Regions from separate parts of the Lactuca sativa genome. Here region 2 is linked to region 1. Evidence: chromatin contacts called from public Hi-C data. All regions are on one chromosome and are shown on one strand. Each heading gives the region's core, a stretch centred on a gene start, on an enhancer-like site or on the middle of the called end of the contact. The rest is flanking DNA. Distances are from core to core; before and after follow the strand shown.

The links. A called contact is a pair of places that touch in the nucleus more often than the background predicts.
Region 2: a contact with region 1 is called in a Hi-C map of leaf, with 5 times the contacts expected there. The contact joins the promoter of LOC111918004 here to the promoter of LOC111918005 in region 1. A contact is called at or near these places in 2 of 4 Hi-C or Micro-C datasets (leaf and seed).

Annotation. Positions count from the first base shown.
Region 1 is chr9:78,037,633-78,042,174 of Lsat_Salinas_v11, forward strand. It overlaps LOC111918005 (glutamate synthase 1 [NADH], chloroplastic), which reads right to left and starts at 1,410. Exons shown (of 18, transcript XM_023913649.3): 1 at 643-1,410; 2 at 428-547; 3 at 183-296; 4 at 1-91. The coding sequence starts at 1,035.
Region 2 is chr9:78,534,537-78,538,910 of Lsat_Salinas_v11, forward strand. LOC111918004 reads right to left here and starts at 2,630. Exons shown (of 6, transcript XM_023913648.2): 1 at 2,471-2,630; 2 at 2,306-2,359; 3 at 1,778-1,851; 4 at 1,554-1,671; 5 at 1,418-1,476; 6 at 1,060-1,327. The coding sequence starts at 2,575. The coding sequence ends at 1,249.

The DNA of each region.
Region 1 (4,542 bases), core at 160-2,659:
GTTCTGTTTGAATAGCGGACTTCCCCAATCCAGAATTATCTGTGGGAACAGTTCGCCAGCCAAGAACTGTGTGCCCAAGTGATTCAGCAACCTGCGAGTGTAATCGTGAAGTTGTAAACAAATTTTGCAAGATCAAGAAGCAACAAACGTGGTTAAGATGAAATCAAGCTCAGTTATGATACCTTTGTGAACACAATCTTGCTTTGCTCCCTTCTGGTATCGGAAGTAGGCAAGAAGAACATCCCCACTGCGTACTTCCCAGGTGGTGGTAGCTCAAACCCCTCATCTTTAGCAACCTGATGATGCAGATTTATCGATAGAATAAGACATAATTACTCATCTTGCTAAATAAAAAAGTGAACTGGCTTTAATATGCAACGTATGTAGTGATTACGATATGTGTAGAAAGAGCTTTATGTATATATACCTCCTTGTAGAAGTCATGTGGAAGACCGACGAGAATTCCGGCACCGTCGCCGGTGTTTGTTTCACATCCACAGGCACCTCTATGTGACATACGAACCAACATCTCAATCGCATCAGTCACCTAAATCAGGTCACAAAAGTAATTCAGTTGTCAAATTGATTGAAAAACAAACATAAAACTACAAATTTGAAAACGCAAGCGAAAATGATACATACCGTATTGCGGTTACTTTTGCCGGATAATTCAGCAACAAAACCGACCCCACATGCATCCTTATCAAAGGATGGATCATAAAGACCTAAGGGCTTCTCCGGCACTAGCGACAAAGCAGACCGAACCACCACCTTAAGCTTCGGGTCACGACCCGGACCATCCGATTTCCATTGATGGAGCGTCTCGGAAACCGACCCCCGTTGCAGCCTAGTCCCATACAACTTCTTCCCTAACAGACTAGACTGTTTAACGACCGAGCCACGGCTCGTCCATGTGCGGCTCCGGCCAACCCCAATCCGGGCTAACCCGCTTAACGGACGGGAAGCGGAAGCGAAAGGTTTCGTTACGTCCGCGTCGGGTCGGGCCTGGACAGCATGATTCAAAGCCACCGACATTATCAGATACCAACAATTTTTATCAAAAACTCCCCCTGCTTCAGATCTTTCCAATAAACAGATTTGTGAAGCGTTTATTATCAGATCTGGATAGCTATCAACTTAGTTTAAAGAAGGAATGGTTCAAATCAAGCGCCCACTTTCCTCCAATTGACAGGCCGATTTAGTTGGGGGGTTTTGTATATGGACTCGATACGCAGGGTATATGGATTCAAGATGAATCTTTAAAAGATAAAACGAACAAAACTGAACAACCGACGTAGCAGCCGACGGCTGCTGTTATGCACACTCCCGCAGACACACACACGAGAGAGAGAGAGAGAGAGAGAGAGAGAGAGAGAGAAAGGGTTCTGGTGGGTGGGGTTTTTCTCGGCCTCGACGAGGTGGGTAGTAGGTTGATTTTATAGAGGGAGGCAGGGGGTACCAGCTCATCTTCTCAACAAGGTGCCATTGTTGGGCGTGGGGCCCGCTTACCAATTTGCCACTTTTAGGGTAAACTTTCTACTGTGCCTGGAATGATAGAATCCAAAACATTTCTACAAATCAATTCTTTAATTTGGTTGCGTTTTTCATGTGTTACCATACTTTTCATAAAAGTCTTACGTAATAATCTAATTTGTGGTGGTAATTTAGGATTTTACAAAGTTAGATAATTAAATGTTATATATCATAGTTTTAAAAAACATATACAATATCCATGTCGATGTGATTTTAATTTATTTATATTTAAAAAATTAACAATCTTGAAGTTCCAGATTTTTGTATAATATCCAGACAAAAATAAAAATAGTCACTGCATTTTGCATAATTAATTGGTTGACCTTTATTTATTTGTCGATGTAAATCTAATTTTTGTATAATTAGTTCTTTACCATATAAAATGACATTAATGACATTAATAATATTTTTAATTTATTTTAACTTTTTCTTTAAGTCGTTTTAATTTTAAAAGAAAAAAAAATATTCTTCCCAACCTAACCTTCAATAAAACCCTATTAGATTACAATGTTCACCCCCTTCCCTACTTATATCTCTCTAACTCCAACGATCTTCTGTCTAGAACAATGATCGTTGGTCGTTGCCGATCATCTTTCTAGACACCACTATAGCCTCCTCTTATTGATTACCATTTCCCTTCATGGTCGACGTTCATCTTCTGACATATATGTCCAAAAGTCATTATACAATCATATTGATAGATAATATATGATCATAAATTGTCACACTAACAACAACTTTATGCAAATATATTATTTATAAGAATTTGATTATATATATATATATATATATATATATATATATATATATATATATATATTGTAATTAATTGGAAAGTATTTATTTTATGGAAATATTAATTTCACTGTTAAGTATCAAAATATATCATAATATATGATAAGGTATAATTTATTATGTCATGTACATTTTTTTGGACTAAAATGGGTTTTTGTTTTTTATGAATTTATATGTTTTATAAGTTATAAAAATTAGAAGAGTTTTATAAAAAAAAAAAAGACTAGTTTCTTCTTTTTATAAAATATTCAAAGAGACTGTAAAAAGAAAAAGAATACATGTTTGCATTTATTTAATCATAAAGTCATGCTCTTACACTTTTAGTCTTTTGTTGCTAGATGTATGGTGTATTAAAGCATCAAAACTCAATGGGTAAGGACTTGGATTAAGATGACTAAAAATCTTGCATGTATCTCTTCTTTTACTAGCTAAAACCATGAAATTTGGTGTTTCTCGTCTCCATATTCTCTATAATTTTTGTCTCTTAATGTGTTAAGAACATAAAGATAAAGATGATGCTTGAATGCTTTCTTTTAAGGCAAACTAGTTTCTTTGTCTTAAGAGCTTAAGAGGTTCTTTTATTACAAAAAGAAGACTAACATATTATCAAGTTGATTTATTGTTGGTGGATATCTCTAGAGAACTTCTACCTTGAAGTTTCATACCACACTTCATCAACTTCTAATCTCCCATTATAATCAAAGTCTTCAAAGGTTGTAACACTTTTCTCTTTATGGTTGCTTTTATCTTTCTAAGTCTTACAAAAGATCATTGGTGGGTTAAAATGGTTTTAGTTTATTCAACAAATTTAAATCTTTCGTTGTCATTTTTCCTGTTTGTGAAACCGAATTTTTGTATAAAAACCCAATATCTTCATCACCATACTTATCACCTTATCGATCATAACACCTGCAGATTCGGGCTAGTCAATTAAAATATAATAAACGTTAAAAATGACTTTTTGTTAGAAGATTATTTATGATAAATAATCTTAAACAGAGTTATAGTATATGTGACAGGGATTTCGTACATATAAAGAACGCTAAAATCCGACTTCGTATGAAGAAGTTATGATTCTTCGAAGTTTCGCAATTAAACTGGCATGGCTCTGCGTATCAAATAAAGCACTTTTTTGATAAATTGTTTTTTAGCTTTAGTGGTTTAAACAAAAGTAGTAGTTGTCGTTAAACCGAGAACATGCATATAAAGAACGTCCAAATCTGACTTAGTGAGAGGAAGTTATGATTTTTCAAGGTTTTGGCGCAACAGTGTGCGCACATAAATCAAATTCTTGAATGGTAGGTTATTAGACAAAATAATATAAACAAGAGTTGAAGTTTTGTTCAATAGGAGTCCGTAGATATATAGAGAACATCGAGAACGGAGTTCATATGTAGGAGTTATGATTTTTGCAGCGAATTCAACAGCCTAAGCCTATGAAAAATATAAAGTGAGCATTAGTTGTTGGGATCTAAAGGAAAGATGTAAATCTCGGAGAGGGGTTTTCGGGGATATAAAGAATGTTGAAAACGGAGCTCATATGTAGAAGTTAGACCATTTTGAAAATTTAGGAAATTGCACGCACGATGACGTGGGATGGTCGGGGCATCCCCTTTCTTCCGAGACAAGTCGATGTGGCTTCATCAGAAACGAACACATGGTGACACATGGCATTGTTTTAGAAGGATGATGCGGACAAAGGGATGGACGACATGTGGCAGGTGACCAGAGGAGCCACCAAGGCGCAAGGGCGTGGCGCACGCCCCCTGTTCCTATATATAGTTGTCGATTCTTGCTCTATTTCCTCACCGGTTCACTTTAAACCTCTCTAGCTTTCAAAATCGGTTTATCCAAACTTTTTAGATTATTTTAGTAGATTTTCTAGAGCTCTAGGAGATCGACGAATTGAAGTATTTGGGTCGGGATTTCGTCCACAAAATTTCCCGGTTTTCGCTAAAACCTCTGTAAGTTAAGCTACACTCTTGTGCTTTCAGTGTAACTTATATTTGTAGTCATTATTTGTTATTATGAACCTATAAATAAGATTTATCAGTAATTTCAAGTCCTTACACTGATTGATCTACTTACGAGGGTGATGTCTAGGCTGGATTTAGTGAGGTGTTTAAAGTAGGATTTTCAAACAGTATACTATGTATACCAAACGGACCCTACCTCCAATATGATCCTACCTAGTTGTTCCTTACTTGATAGATC
Region 2 (4,374 bases), core at 1,380-3,879, 500 kb after region 1:
TTATTTGGAAATATGTAATATCACCTATTTTTCAACCAAAACCCTCATTTTACGCTGTATCATATTTACTTCCTATGTTTTTTATTTTATTATTATTTTTTTGTGTGTGTTAGATTTCATTAAAAATAAGCATTTTCTTAAAAATTTGAATTCGTTCATCGAATATCGGAAATGTTCTGAAATTTCTTTGAATACAATATTTTTTGTCTGAATATGTGCTTTTAATGTGACATAAGTTAGTTCGTAATAACTATGAAATACCTTCGTTTCAAACATGATGGTCATTTGACTCATTTCTAAAACTAAAATGGTTTGATTATTTTATTATATTCTGAATTTTCAGACGGTTATTTTTGTGAATATCCTTATTCGAACCCGCCATCCTTTAAATATAATATTGTTTTTATTTTGTATTTATTTTATTAACATTTAGTTATCTTATCTTATAATTAATAATTGAATATAATCCTTAATTTTGAAGCACTCCCTACTTACTTTTTATTTTGTAAACCTAACCGACTAATTTGATTTCTTGTCTCCCACACGAACTAAAAAACCTTAAATTAGACGTTTCTAATTTATTTTTTGAACAACTAATTTGTATTTATAATTGTATTTATTTCAAACTTCAAGCAAAATTTTATGGATTTGTAACAGTTATTGCTAAATAAACCTCCAATATATGGTTTTGTGCGTGTTTGGATCCCAGGTATGCTTCAAAATTTTATTTCCTACTAACCAACTTAATCATATATTAAAATATTATTTTTTTCTCTCATATGCGTAAATAGCCTAGTTTTATATTTTACCAACACATTATTGTCTATAGTTAAAAGTTATTTTATTTCAGATCATAAAAAGTAAGTAAATATTATTATTTTGTATAGTTTGTATATTTTACTTATAATCCACCTTCCATTCTCAAACTATGATTCACCTTCACTTCTCTTATAACCTCTAATAAAACATGTTTCACCACAACACCTATATATTTCTATCAAAACATTTAATAACTCTTTTTGCATTTCATGGGTCTGAATTTTGAAAGATCTTAAAGCATTCAAATCAATCCTCCCTCATTCAATATATAATACCAAAACTTGCAATAATACGTGAAATCCAACACAATAATTATTCAAAAAAACCACAATATATTCAATGACATGTGACTCCACGATGACACACGTTAATAAACAAAATGAATATAATAATGATCATGAACGAAATATTTTCTTGAAAACTCTTTACCTAAATCTCAGTGTCAAAAAGACGAATTGTCACTTTTGAAACAACTGCTCGAGCAAAAGGTATGTAGCTTAAACTATACCTGAAAATATTTTATACCACTTACATTATCAAAAAAAAAAATTTTAAAAAAAAAAGGAGTAAAGAGATTGAATAAAGATGACAAACTTACCAGATGAGTGCACATATCTCACATAGTATGGCAAGGATAGTTAACAACTTACTATGAATCTGCGAATGAAAAAAAAAGGTCAAATCATAAAAAGTCAAAATATCTTTAAATGGATTCAAGTTATTTATTTTGTTACCCCAAGAGCACAAATGAGAGCTAGAACAACGAATCCAATGTAAATAGATGTTGCATAAATACGAACTGGATCAAACATCATTTGTAGTTGTCGTGTAGCTCCCATAAGAAAAACTGTGCTGTTAAATGGTAAAAAGAAAAAAGATTAGACAAATTAAATAGATTAAAAGTGCAATTTTTTTTTATAATATAAAAAGGATTATATATAAATACAAGAAAACATACCTTCCAATAGCCAACAAGTTACCAAAGGTAAACAATACAGCAAACTTAATCGGAATGGCAAACACAATTGTCGACTGCAAAATTACCATTTAGATTTTAGATAGATGATGTTAAATTATGAATAATCATGGCCTTTTTATTCATGCCATTATCAATTTAAGTACTTAATGAAAATTTAGTAACATATATGTCAATCAAGATTCAAGCTTGATGCTTGGTGTTAACTTTCATCATGCCAAACACTTGAAGGATTATGATTTAGTATACTTAAGCATAACCCCAATCCCAATTTTACTTGAGATCAAGAACATCTTTCAAACGCAATCGATAATTCGCATTTTCAAGAAAATAAGGGTTTCCATCATAGAAGCCAAACCCATACTTGATTTTTTTTTTTTTTGTTTTTTGTTGGTATCGAATGATCAAAGTAACTAAATAAAACTCAACAGTATCACATTAAAAACGCCTTTCGAAAAAAACCATATAGTGGGAATGAGATCGTATACAGAAGAGTGTAAATCGAAGTACCAGTAACATACAAAGGAGTCCAGCTAAACAACACGCACCGAAGCCATATAATCTCTGTGTCGAACAAGAAAACAGTGACGTTGTATAAGCTTTTAGGGTTCATCACAGATGATCGTGATTTATGGGAAATTTGCGAAATATTGGGGGAATTGGATAGAGTAATACCTGTGTGGGAGATAAAGAACAGAGACCTTCGGCTTCTTCCAACAGATTGTCTTGTGAGTCGTCATATTCTTCTTCCGCGAACAGAGATTGTGCCTGCTTCCACATTTTTCAGACCTGGATCATTTTATTAATGGCTGCTTTACTCCTTAAACAACTTTCCCAACTGTAATTACAGGGCGTAATCGTAACTTTTGAAATATGAGGGGGTTGTCTGTATATTACAGAATTACAAAAAGAGCAAACTATCGTTTTGGTCCTTGTGGTTTATATCCATCTACAATTTTGATCCAACTTTTGATATGAATAGCCCATATGGTATCCAAAGAATGCACGCACCATGCATCGTTAAATCTAACTATTTGACTATTAAATATTTTAAAATGCCCATACCAAATGAGTAAAAACATAAAATGAAAGAACTGGTCATGTAAAAACTCCAAACTCAAACCTAAGAACCCTAAAAGGTCGTCCCTACTATCATTTGAACCTGACGTCTTCATCACTGAAGCCACCACCACCTTCACCTCCATTATCATTTCCCTCACCGTCGTCACATCCACGACCCAAAGGCTTGGTAGGGTTAGTTAAGTCTTGCTGGTTCGGTGGGCATTTATGTTAGGCTGCGAGTGTTGTTATTGGTTAGCGGATCGGAGGTAAGCCTGAGTGTTGTTCGTAGTTAGCGGATCGGGGGTAAGCTCGAGTATTGTTATTGGTTAGCGGATCAGGAGTAAGTCTGAGTGTTGTTATTGGTTAGGGGATCGGGGTTAAGCCCGAGTGTTGTTAGTATTAGCAGAGTTGTTCGAGCCGAGTGAATACTTGGTCTAGTTTAGTATGTGATTGATTGTTTTTTTTTTTAGTTTTGTCGGCATGTTTATGCAGGGTTAGCAATAACGACATTCGGTCGTGGGTTTCATGCTTTATCTTTCTTGTATGGTGGTATCTGGCCGGGAAGATCTCGATTCGATCAAATCTATAGATTTTTGGTCAGTATAGTTGATTTGGAGGTTGGTTAGCCTCATCTTCTAGGCTTTTCTAGAATTTACGTTGGTGCGTCGGTATGCAAGGTTGTCGGCTATGGCATGGGTGGTGGTTTCTTTCTTTGGCTTTTCAATGGGCGGTGCAAGGTCAGGAGGTCTTGGTTGGGTCAGGTCTGCAATTATTGGGTAGCATGGGTGACAATTGGGATGGCTCGGTTTACCTGGAGGTTGTCTAATACTTCGGAATCTACATGTTATGAATAAGGAAGTGGGTCCTTATCGTCATGGTTTAAGGAGGTTGTGTGAAGATGTTTTCATCAGATTGCATGGTTTCACAAATTTAAGGTTGGCAAAATTGTCGGGAAATGATCGACTATTTAAAAGATGTTACAATAGAGGTGATTCAGAACTTGGAGTCTCTACTTAGATTGGCTTATGAGCTTGGGATGGAACCATTGTTGGCTATGGTTGCAAATGTTGGCATTCAAATGATCTCAACCCGCATTGAGGGAGTAGAGTTTGGAGAATCCACAAGGAATTTGAAGAGTGTGCGGAAGTGGAAGCGAGAACTGATTTCAAGGACAAAATCGAATTTAAGTGGGGGGTAATTGTAACATTGAGTTTCCAAATCGAATCGGTTTAGGGTATCAAGGAGTGAAGTGCATGGTTTTAGGGTAAAATCGGGTGTCATGATGTGACAGGTTGAAATTGAAATGTGTATCCAAGGGGGCTTGTCACAACATGACAATAGAATGGTCACGTTGGGAGAGTGGTTGCAGCCCAAGCCCACGAATTTTAGGGTTCTCTTCATATTTAAGGAACTTATCTCATGACCTAGGGTATTCTCTTCAGCCTCCACTCAGTTTAAACGAAACCCTAGCCCTATTTATGAGTTCTTGAGCTTTTGGTGGTGACTTGGTGACCATT